Linked DNA regions of Mus musculus: regions 1 and 2 are each linked to region 3. The links are chromatin contacts, called in public Hi-C and HiChIP or PLAC-seq maps. All regions are on one chromosome and are shown on one strand. Each heading gives the region's core, a stretch centred on a gene start, on an enhancer-like site or on the middle of the called end of the contact. The rest is flanking DNA. Distances are from core to core; before and after follow the strand shown. Region 1 overlaps Hsd17b2 (hydroxysteroid (17-beta) dehydrogenase 2). Region 2 holds the start of Cdh13 (cadherin 13). Region 3 holds the start of Mlycd (malonyl-CoA decarboxylase).

Region 1 (3,640 bases), core at 921-3,420, 1.7 Mb after region 3:
CCCTGGGGCTAGAGTTACAGCTGAGTGTGAGCTGTCCTACATGGGTGCTGGGAACCAAACTCTAGTCCTCTTCAAGAGCAGTGAAGGTCTGTAACCACTGAGCCATCTCCTCCATCCCTGTTACAAGCTTTTAAGCTTCCCCATCCGGGCTCCATTTTCACTCATTCACAAGCTGGCATGTCTTTTTTTTTGCTTTGTGTGTATGTGCACATGTGTGCACACTTTCCTGTGTCTGCAGGTACTCCCGGGTGCACACATGTATGGAGAGCAGAGGATAACCTCAAGTGTCATTCCTCAGGTCAATAACATGTGTGTGTGTGTGTGTGTGTGTCTGTGTGTGTGTGTGTGTGTCTGTGTGTGTATGTGTCTGTGTGTGTGTGTGCCTGTGTGTGTGTCTGTGTGTGTGTCAGTGTGTGTGTCTGTGTGTGTGTGTCTGTGTGTGTGTGTGTGTGTGTCAGTGTGTGTGTCTGTGTGTGTGTGTCTGTGTGTGTGTCTGTGTGTCTCTGTGTGTCTCTGTGTGTGTGTATGTGTGTGTCTGTGTGTGTGTGTGTGTGTGTGCGCGCGCACACGCGCAAGAGACAAGATTTCTCCCTGGCCTGGAACTCATCAAGTAGAGTGTGCTAGCTGTCCAACAAGCCCTGGGGTTCCATCTGCCTCCTCCCCAGTGCTGGGGTAATAAGGGCAATGCCACCACACCTGGCTCTTTCATGTAGATTCTGAGGATTGACCTTATGTCTTCATGACCGTATGACAAGCATTTGACAGACTAAGCCCACCTCCCCAGGCCTTTGTTTTGATCTTGAACCATTATGGTACCCAAGCTGACTGTAGAGGCAATTAAGTTCCAGATGAGCTCATTATGCTCCTTCCTCAGCCTCTCTGGTGGAAGGATGCGGGCAGGCGCCACAAGGCATGACTGTATTTGTTCACCTTGTGTATGGATGCTACTTCCTGCCTGGTACTGGGTGTACAGCACATGCGAGGTGTTAGAGAGCACTTAAACTCTTATGAATGAAGGGACTGCCTGAAGCAAGAATGGAGACAGGAAAGAGAAACGCAGGCCCGTCAGTGTGCCAAGGAGAGAGCTACGGTCAGCCACATCAGGAACGCAGAGAGCGCCCTGGGACTGGGCTGCGGTCAGCCACATCAGGAACGCAGAGAGCGCCCTGGGACTGGGAGGGATGAGGTTCCCAAAGGGTCTGCAGCTATAAAGGCCAAGTTGTTCAGAATGAAGACGAAGGTCAAGTGTTGCCTGTTGTGTCGGGCTGGGCAAATGGCTTAGCCGCGAAAGTGCTCACTGTGCAAGCATGAAGATCCAAGTTCAAACCCAGCCCCCTCAACTTTAAAAAAAGGGGGGGGTGTGGGGGGGGAGGAGAATGATAGCACATCCCTCAGTGCTAGGAAGGTAAAGGCAAAAGAGATCCTCAGAGTTTGTTAGCTGGCCAGTCTAGCTAAGTCAGTGAGCTCCAGGTTCAATGACAAATCCTGTTGCCCACCCCCCAAAAAGGTGGAAAATACCTCCAGCCCCTATTTTATTTGTACACACATGAGTTTGCACGTGTATGCACGCACACACACACAGACACACACACACACACACACAGACACACACAGACACAGATACACACACAGACACACACACACAGACACCTACACACACACAGACACACACACAGGCACACACACAGACACACACACACACACACACACACACACCAGTATCAGAAACCTAGCTGCACCTTTTCCTTTTACAAACTTGACTTAGCACCAATCTCAGGAGGAAGGATCTGGGAGTCCAGAGCCCAGTCCCTTTAGATTTCCTTCTTATCCATGCAGAAACCCGAGAAAGAACTCCAGAAACTCTCCCAAAGCTGAGGTAGGCCTGGGGAACTCCTGGTAAAAAAATGTCTATGAGAGAGGGCAAGGCGTGATGGCCCGGTCAGAGGCTGTTGCTTATGGAAAACGAGACGGCTGGGTTGTTGACACATCTTGGACCCAACCAAGAAAGGCAAGGACAACATCTGGTTCAACCCTAGTGGATGGACTCAGGGTACCCAGGGCGCACACAGAGAGACATTCTTCATTCTTTCAGCTTACAGGAAATAGCAGTGTGCTATGCTCAGAGAGGGCCAAAGACAGGCTTCCCACAGCACCCAGTGACCTGGACTGTGAACCTAGCTGTCCTACGTGTTGGAAACTCTCCAGTGATGAACACGGTAATTAACAGAAAGTGGAGAAGAGCTTTCGCATGAGAGAATTTGAAAGGAGAGGAAGGTCAGCTGACTCTGAATACATAGGCTGACTCACTGCAACCCAGCCCTGCTTTTGTGCCCCTTGCTCTCTTGGGTAGTCCGAAAAGAATGCAGTACATGTCTTGTAGCAGGTGCCCAGTGGCTGCGTGCCAACACGTTGACTTGCCTCCCATGCTGCTGACGTTCACCAGCCTCCCCTTGGACTTTCTAAGTAGAGGCAGAAACGCCTTGGTGACCTCGACAGTTCCGAAGAAGTTCACGGCCATGCATTTTCTGTAGATGCTCATGGGTATGAGTTCCCCGTCGATAGGTAAGTGGAAGACCCCGGCATTGTTAACCACGGCCCACAGTCCTGGGGACAGAAAAAAAAAAGTATCTGTGAGGATGGGAGAAGCTGGAACATGTGGCTAGCTTCACACATCGAGTTCTGGAGCCACCAAACCTCTTTAAAAGTAGATTTCAGGCACAATACAAACTTTCCAAACTTGGTCTCTTCCTATGTACGCAAACCACCCCCATGGTGGGGCAACGTGAAGAGAACAAATGTGTATAGTATTAAACAATGATTTCAGAGATCCTGTACCTTTAAAGTATGTTTATTCTGTGTGGGAGAGAAGAGCATGCATGTCACGGTAGGTATGTCCAGGTCAGAGGACATCTTATAGGAGTTGATCCTGCCCTTCCACCTTGTGGATGGTATTAACTGCACTCAGATCATTAGCCTTTCCTGCAGCTACCATTATTCACTGAGATGAACTGGCAGTCCAGTCCTTCTCTTGCCTGGTAGCCCCTTTCCTATAGGAAGGAAGCTGGATAGTCACTATTTATGGAAACCAGTGGGACTTCAGGATGAGAGTCATAGTGCCACAGTGTGCCAGGTTTTAAACCAGCAGTTCTCAACTTGTGGGTCTTGACTCCCACGGGGGCCGTGCATCAGATATCCTGCATATCAGATTTTTTTTGCTTTATTATTCATAACAGTAGCCAAATTACAGTTATGAAGTAGCACTGAAGTAATTTTATGGTTAGGGAGTCACCACAACACAAGGAACAGTATTAAAATGTCTCGGCATTAGGAAGATTGAGGGCCACTGCCTAGTACCTCCTCCAAGGAGTATAGAAAGACATCATTAACACTTCAGGATGACATGCCTGCATCCTTTCCTCATCTCTAAAAGCCTAGCAACAAGAAGCAAAGTCTCAACAGCTGGGTGACTGTGATGTCCTAACACCATGAGCCCTGCTTCCTGGCTAGGACAGTGTGTCGCCCTGATGAACAACAGAATCACAGCACAGCTGGTTCAGACATACACCTGGCCCAACCACTGGGAATTCTGAGTGGTCATGAAGTGGGATTTGAGCATCTGCCTTTCCAAGTTCCAAGAGAC
Region 2 (3,508 bases), core at 393-2,892, 1.1 Mb after region 3:
TGGTCATTGCATTTCTGGGGTGCCAGCTCCTCTCCAGCAGCCATCTCCCCTTAGAAGGCTTCCTACCGAACCCTGACTTCATCTCCAGTTTCCCACTTCATGTACAACCCCGTGCCTCTTCCACTGGAACCCAAGAATCCTGCCCAGAAAACTCAACACCCATGCCTCAGGCATTCCCGCACCCCCCCCCCCCATTCTCTCTGCATGGCCCTGCACTTCTGCAACTACCCACTTGTAGACTGCCAGTTCTAGTTCCCAGAGGCTGCCTAAAAGGACAAGGAGGGACCGAGCCAGTATGCCAGCATGCTTCCTGGAGCTTCAGTCCTTAGAGGAGGACTGGGCGTGCCTCCTCAGCCTCCAGTGCCTCTGGCCTGTCCCCTAAGTGTTGCTTTCCTACACCCAAACTTCCAGGGATCTCCGAGCTTCAGCCGGGCTGAGGAGAGCCCCAACATGCCTCTCCTGCTCTCCCAACCTTGCCCTGGCACCGCAAGGATCTGGAGGGTTATCTGCCAGGCAGCTGCAGCCTGGTGAGGAGGCTTGAACTTTTCCTTGTGCTCAGCGCCACCCGCCCGCCCGGGGAAGACAACAGAGGCTGCAGCCTGGGCTCGGGCAGGAGCTCCAGCTGTCTGGACAATGGGGGCCCAAGGGGCTGGGGGTAGTGGGCCTGCGCTATGCAGAGGAGACCGGGGATCGTGCTCAGGCCCCTTTCAGCCCGGAGCTGGAGAGCCGGAAGACCCCAAAGCCGGAGCGGCGGGCGCCTTGCTTTGAAAGACAGCAGCAGCCGGGCTGCGGAGATCCGCTGGCGGGAGGCGCCTTGCAGCTCGCCAGCCGAGCTGGGCGAAGAGAGGACGAGCGCCCCGGGAAGTCAGTGATGCCAGCTCCGGCCTCTCCCAGCCCGGCTGCCGGCTGAACCGAATGGCTCTTCCCGCCCCCCCTCCTCCCGGCTAAGGCACTGGGCTACGGGGCAAGCACAATCCCTAGGAGTCGCCTCGAAAGGAGTGTGTATCCGATGCACGAACCTCGGGAGGAGGCGAACCAAAGTTACCCTACTTGATGTCAGCCAGGATGTCGCTTTGCTTGCAAAAAGGCTCTGTCTTCCCTAGAATGAGCTTACACGCGCACACACACACACACACACACACACACACACACACACACACTAGCCGGCAAGAGGAGCCAGGCTCCTCTAGGATCGGAGCTGAGGGTGACCTCGCATCTGAGCTAGCCGGGTATATCTGCACGGCGGCTAGCAGAAGCCCCGCGTCCCTCCGATTGCTTCTGGCCATCACCAAGCAGGGCGATCTGAATGCAGAAAGCTGGTGGGAGCGCGCTGACTGCGGCTCACATTCCCTACCTGGGACAGCAGGACGCACAGGGTGAGCGGAGTTCTCGGCTGCATCTTGCCCGACTAGAAGAAGCGCCTGGCGGCGTTTGCATTCACACACGCGGCTGCACTGAGCATATTTTCCGTGGGAGCCAGCCTTTGAGGAGAGGCTCTGCCTCGCCAGCCAGCCAACTTCCCAAATAGATCAGCGGCAGCATCGCGAAAGCATTGGGTAGCGGCTGATGACCAGGACCAATGGCTTTACAAGACGGATTCCTTCATAACGCTCCCTCGTTTTGCATGGCAGATAGGGGCGAGCACCTCGCAGGGAGAGCCCCCTCCGAGCAAGGAGGCGGCACGTTGGCTTTTTTTTTTTTTTTTTTTTTGACTCCTGGTGCCCAGCCTCACAAATCAGGCTGGGCAATGCCAACTGATTCCACTTTCCCTAGGAACTGGAATTGCACCCGGGACCGGCAGCCACTTCTAACACATTGCGAAAAAAGATTCTCTTTATTAAAATGTTAATAAGATCCACTTTATTCCCAATAAATCACATAAAATGACCCCCGCAGCCGCAGCCCTCTATGCCCTAAGAGTCTTGCTGGTAGATTTCTTTGGCTTTGTTTTTCGTTCGCCCTCTCCCCCTCACCCCCCCCCCGCCCCCATCGGCCCCCAAAGTGGCTCAGCCACCGGTGGTGTTTGGTGTTTTTCTGCCATCACCACAAATCACAGAGTGGACAGATCAATTCTAGCTTGCAGGAAAAATCCATCAAGGAGCAATAGATTTTATTAACTGCTCAGGTGAGGGTGGGACTGGCCGACACTCCACAAGCGTGAACCAAAGCCAGAGTGAGTCATGGCTTGAGAAAATTCTGTTTTTCCCCCTTTGGATGTGACCTTTCAGAGTCCCTGAGCTATTCCCAAGGGCTCGAAACAGTGCTAGCCATGGCTCAAGGAGTCCTAGAGTTGGGGAGTGTTGGAGATTAGAGAAACAGGGACACATAAGGCGGTTCTTCCCTCGAAGAGATCTAAAGCTAAGGCAGGAAAGTCCTTATTTTCGTGCAGCTTTCTTCCTGAGAGGACTTATGGGTTTTACAATAAAAGGCATTTATCCATCTGAGATAGAAAACTTGGACCGCAAAAAAAGTTTATAAAACTAAAACGCTAACTTCCAACTACAACCGAGTTGCTGTGATTTGGACAAATGAGCTTCCTAGTAGCCAAAGCAATATGAAAAAGAAAATGAATGCCATTTTTGTTGTAGAAAATGTGTATAAGTAGCCGGGCAGTGGTGGCGCATGCCTTTAATCCCAGCACTTGGGAGGCAGAGGCAGGCAGATTTTTGAGTTCCAGGCCAGCCTGGTCTACAGAGTGAGTTCCAGGACCGCCATGACTACACAGAGAAACCCTGACTCAAAAAAACCAAACCAAACCAAACCAAACAAAACAAAAACAAAAACAAAAAAACAAAAAAAAAAAATATATAAATGAAAAAAAAGAAAGAAAGTAAAGAAAATGTGTATAAGTTACATTCAATACTGGTATCAATATATCACGTGGCATCTGTCACAGCGAGACACTGAGCAATAGGCCAGTGGGTTTGGGAAATATTTCAACTGCCAGCACAGGGCCTGGGATGATGAGACAGTGATTGGTATGTATCAAAGAGCAGATAGCTAAGTCAATCAAGAACTAGCAGACGGTAAGGAGGACCCTAGAGTCTGGAACTGAACTAGCCTGCTGACACCCCAGCTCTTTATTCAGAGCAAGTTGCCCAGACTTTGAGTCTCCATTTGTCTCCTGGCTAAAACTCCTAAGGTCACACTGCGGATTCAGCGGCACCTCGTTGAATGAGCACCTCACCCACTCAAACTGACATGCTTTCTAAAATTCCTCCCTTGTCTGCGCCTTGGCCATAAGGTCACTGCATGTGATTCTCCCCCACCCCCACCCCCCAAGGGCCTTCGTGACAATGCTTTCATGTCTGGTGCTTGGTTGTTTTAGCCAACTACACACATTACAGATAGCAATGCCATCCGGAGAGCCCACAGACGATATTGAGGAAACCACTGCCTCATCCGTTCTCATCTGATCGCCTAAATAGCGCCACCTGCCCTGAGAATTTCATAAACATGTCCTGTAGTAGATGGCATTCCATAAAGAGGACAGTGTGAGAGCCATGTG
Region 3 (3,456 bases), core at 233-2,732:
GAGAGACCCTGACTCATATTAATCCCTTAACTACACCAAGGGTTAAGCAATCAAAATGAGAAGTCTGTAAACCTGCACATAGCAGTGCAAAGGAGCCTGGATCAGGGGATGTATATCTGAAGTCTTGGACAGCTCATCACCTCAGCGTGTCATGTCCTTCACTCTAAAGGAGATAGGTGTCAACCGAAAGGACAGAATGGAAGTAAAAATGGCCATGCCTGTTTCAAGCAGGTCAGGAAAAAAGCAGATGAGGCTTTGAACACTGGGGACTTCTGAAATGGTGATATCATTGTGTATGAACTCAGGGTCAATGCTCCTCTTTATTGAATATTAATGGCTGGCAGCTATGCTAGACAATCCTTTGGGTCTCAGCTATATACACCTCCGTTATCTGTACGCTACATGATATCGCTGGGTAAGCTGCTGACTAGCACAGGTACTAAAAAGTCAACTTAGGATCACTGCGTCTGGGGCTGGGGGTTTGGAATCAAATCTCTTGTCCAAAGTCAGATTGCAGAAAGAGGACTGGAGGCTTTAGAGACCCAGGCGGTGGTGACCTTGACTTTTGGCCATGTTTGTGCATTTCGTGTAACCTGTTAGGGTGATGGACGTTCGTGGGAGGTGCCCAAACTTTGCCCAAAGCCGTGTTCCATCCTTGTTCAAGAACAGCGCAGTTAAAACTAGAGCTATTTTGGAGTAAGCGCAATGGGTGTCACACCCGACAGTGACCCCCGAGGATAGTGCTACGAACCACGCAGTAAGCACCGTGGTATCTGAGGCCGGCGAGGTGGCTGCAGGGGCATGGGTAAGGGTCTGGGGAGTGGGGAGTGGGAAGTGGGCAGGGCCCCGGGGCGGTGGCGGGGGGCGGCGGCCCCGGGGTCGCGGTGGCCCGGGCGGGGCCTTACCCGGACGTGCGGCCCCTCCACCAGCTTGAGGGCCTGCGCCTCCAGCAGATCGGCCCGCAGCTGCACCAAGAAGCGCACGCCGCCGTCCAGCTTGCTGATGTGATGGAAGAGGCCGCGATACCGCGGCACGAGCGCGTAGCGCAACCGGTCCTCCGCCTGCAGCAGCACGGCCGCCTCGCGCGCCTGCTGGCGCAGCTGCAGCACCCCGGCGCTCTGCTCGGCCACCTGGCCGTGGTCCACGCCGAAGCCCTGAGCCAGGCGGCCGAGCAGCTCGGCGCGCTGGGACGCCTCGGCCAGGCCGCCGTAGAAGCTCACGAAGTCGGCGCACTGGCCCTCGGCGGGCGCCGGCGTCTTCTCGCGCAGCTCGTAGGCCGGCGTCGGGGGCACGGCTCGCCGCAGCAGCTCGTCCATGGCGCTGGCCGCGAGCCCGCCGCACAGCCGACGTCCCCGGGGCCCCGGAGGCCGCGGCGGGGACCGCAGTGGGAGCAGGCGCCGAGCCCTCAAGCCTGGCCCGAGGCCTCGCATGACAGCTCCGCGACAGCTGCTAGCGGGAGACGCCACTGGAGAGCGGGCCTCTGCCTCGCTTCCGGCTCCGGCTTCCGGTTTCTCGCCGGCCCCATTGGCCGAGGCCGGACGGCGGACGGAGACATTGGCCAATCGGGGGGTAGAACGGCGGGGGAGGGGCGAGGTGGCTTTCTCAGGCCGGAGGCCAAGTGCAGCCAAAGGTCCCCGGAACCCGGTAGCCCCGGGGCACCTGACTCGCCCTCTTGGCTTGCATCCTTACACCTGTTCTGAGAGTCACCGCCTCAGTCCCTTTCCCCACTACGCACGCGCTTCTCTTGATCTGAGAGCTTGACATCTCAGCTCTTCCCGGGACCGTGCTATGCACGCAGCCTCCTGTGCTAGGGTTCGGATCTAGCGTAGGTGAGGAGCTGAGAAATTTAAGGTTGCATGCTGGACTAGGTCTCCTAGGAATGGGGATGGCTCATTTGATAAAGTGATTGAGAACTTGAGTTCATATCCAGAACCCATGGGAAAACGCTTGTAGTCCTAGCTCAGGGAGGTGGACAAGAGCCAGCCAGTCCAGATAACAAGGTAAGTCTAGGTCAGCCAGAGACCCTATCTCCAAACCAACCAAACAAAAAGTATGCGGGTAGCGCCATCACTCGAGGTGTCTTCTGGCTTCCAGAACCACACATGTACATACGTGCACCCCCACACGTGTGTACAAGGAAATGTATATGCACATGTACACACCAAGCATGTAATTCTCAGAGTAATTCTCTGACTTGACATTTTGACCCTGTCCCGACCCGCGGACAGTAGAACAGGGTCTCTCCCAACAGACCCTCCCTAGGTACTCTCTGGCTCATGTCAAGAATCCCACCCAGACAGAACTGCTGGAGACCCAGCCCATGCCTCCTGCTGCATCCTAGAGCTTCCGTCTGGTCATGCCGGAAATGGGTATAGGAAGAATCTCTTCCCTACCAGCTTCCTTGCTGGGCCTCATTCATTCATTCATTCATTCATTCTTTCAGTGAAATGATTTTCAATTGTTTGGTGAGTTCCAGGCCCACCCTAGGCTTGCATTTGAAATAGCCCTGCTCATTCTCCTTCAGTTTACCATCTGAGGGAGGGAGTCACATTAAAATAACTGCAAAAAGGAATCAGACTGGTAGAGTAGGCTCTGTATGGATTCAGCTTGATATGATGACAGTCATCTTGGATCCAGACTGTTGTGACTGTCCTAGAGAAACCACAGTTCATTTTTTGGTGCATGGTTTCTCTTCAAACTATCGATAGACCAAATCCCAAGAATGACGTCTGGGACCTTACAACCGGATCCAGGCTCCAACCTGTACCTGGCTCTTTGATAAGAACTTAAGATGGACCACGTGCCTTCCAGCTAGGGGGAAAGTCACTTTATCCTAACTCGAGTCTGTGACTCTCTTTCTGACCCATGTGGTAGGATCCAGTTTGGCTTTGCTGTCTACCAAGACTATACATTTGAGTAAGTTCTCCAATAAACTGTACCCTTCCATTCTTCATCTGCCTCTGTCTTTAGTACCACAGCACCTCAGGCCTGCCCGTGGATGCTGGGACCTGCCCTTTTGGAAGAGTTTGCCATAGTGGGTAGGATATCCAGGAACAGCCTATCATGCGAGAGCAGACACTGGTTATGGACCATGAACAATGCAAGCCACCAGGTCTATTCTTCTAGCTCAAACACATGACTTATAACTCTCCTGCCAGCCGGGTGTGATGGCGCACACCTTTAATCCCAGCACTTGGGAGGCAGAGGCAGGTGGATTTCTGAGTTCAGGCCAGCCTGGTCTACAGAGTGGGTTCCAGGACAGCTGGGACTACACAGAGAAACCCTGTCTCGGAAAAACAAAAATACCCCCAAAACTCTCCTGCCCTGCCCTCCACTGCAGTATCCAAATGTCACCGATTTCAGCCTCTATCTGGCCCACTGCTTCTGTGGCTCCTGTCACACCTCACTAGGATCCACACAGCACTTTTTACACACTCAGGCGTGCTCCCTCGAGCC

What was found. A called contact is a pair of places that touch in the nucleus more often than the background predicts. HiChIP or PLAC-seq counts read pairs in DNA pulled down with a chosen protein or histone mark.
Region 1: a contact with region 3 is called in an HNF4G HiChIP or PLAC-seq map of pancreatic cancer cells. The contact joins the enhancer-like site here to the promoter of Mlycd in region 3. A contact is called at or near these places in 4 of 39 promoter capture datasets (the 3T3-L1 cell line, liver, maxillary cranial neural crest and 1 more) and 3 of 115 datasets of contacts at active chromatin or transcription factors (astrocytes, embryonic stem cells and pancreatic cancer cells).
Region 2: a Hi-C map of cerebellum shows a contact between it and region 3, with 3 times the contacts expected there. The contact joins the promoter of Cdh13 here to the promoter of Mlycd in region 3. A contact is called at or near these places in 2 of 39 promoter capture datasets (frontonasal cranial neural crest and hippocampal neurons), 7 of 484 Hi-C or Micro-C datasets (cerebellar granule neurons, cerebellum, cortical neurons and 2 more), 3 of 115 datasets of contacts at active chromatin or transcription factors (embryonic forebrain, forebrain and neural tube) and 1 of 9 other capture datasets (embryonic stem cells).

Annotation. Positions count from the first base shown.
Region 1 is chr8:117,741,296-117,744,935 of GRCm38.p6, reverse strand. It overlaps Hsd17b2 (hydroxysteroid (17-beta) dehydrogenase 2), which reads right to left. Exons shown (of 5, transcript NM_008290.2): 3 at 2,419-2,604. It overlaps Gm31774 (a long non-coding RNA gene), which reads left to right. Exons shown (of 4, transcript XR_003947600.1): 3 at 2,093-2,216; 4 at 2,381-2,461. Among named protein-coding and RNA genes, the nearest start is that of Gm31774, 5.4 kb to the left of the region's middle. Within about 2 kb of position 2,170, at least 26 of the 459 cell types and tissues checked have an H3K27ac peak or open chromatin away from gene starts, as enhancers often do. A contact at or near this core is called in pancreatic cancer cells, where this site is marked.
Region 2 is chr8:118,281,745-118,285,252 of GRCm38.p6, reverse strand. Cdh13 (cadherin 13) reads right to left here and starts at 1,642. Exons shown (of 14, transcript NM_019707.5): 1 at 1,355-1,642. The coding sequence starts at 1,399. All of the region lies in intron 2 of Gm51555 (a long non-coding RNA gene), which reads left to right.
Region 3 is chr8:119,392,920-119,396,375 of GRCm38.p6, reverse strand. Mlycd (malonyl-CoA decarboxylase) reads right to left here and starts at 1,482. Exons shown (of 5, transcript NM_019966.3): 1 at 906-1,482. The coding sequence starts at 1,430.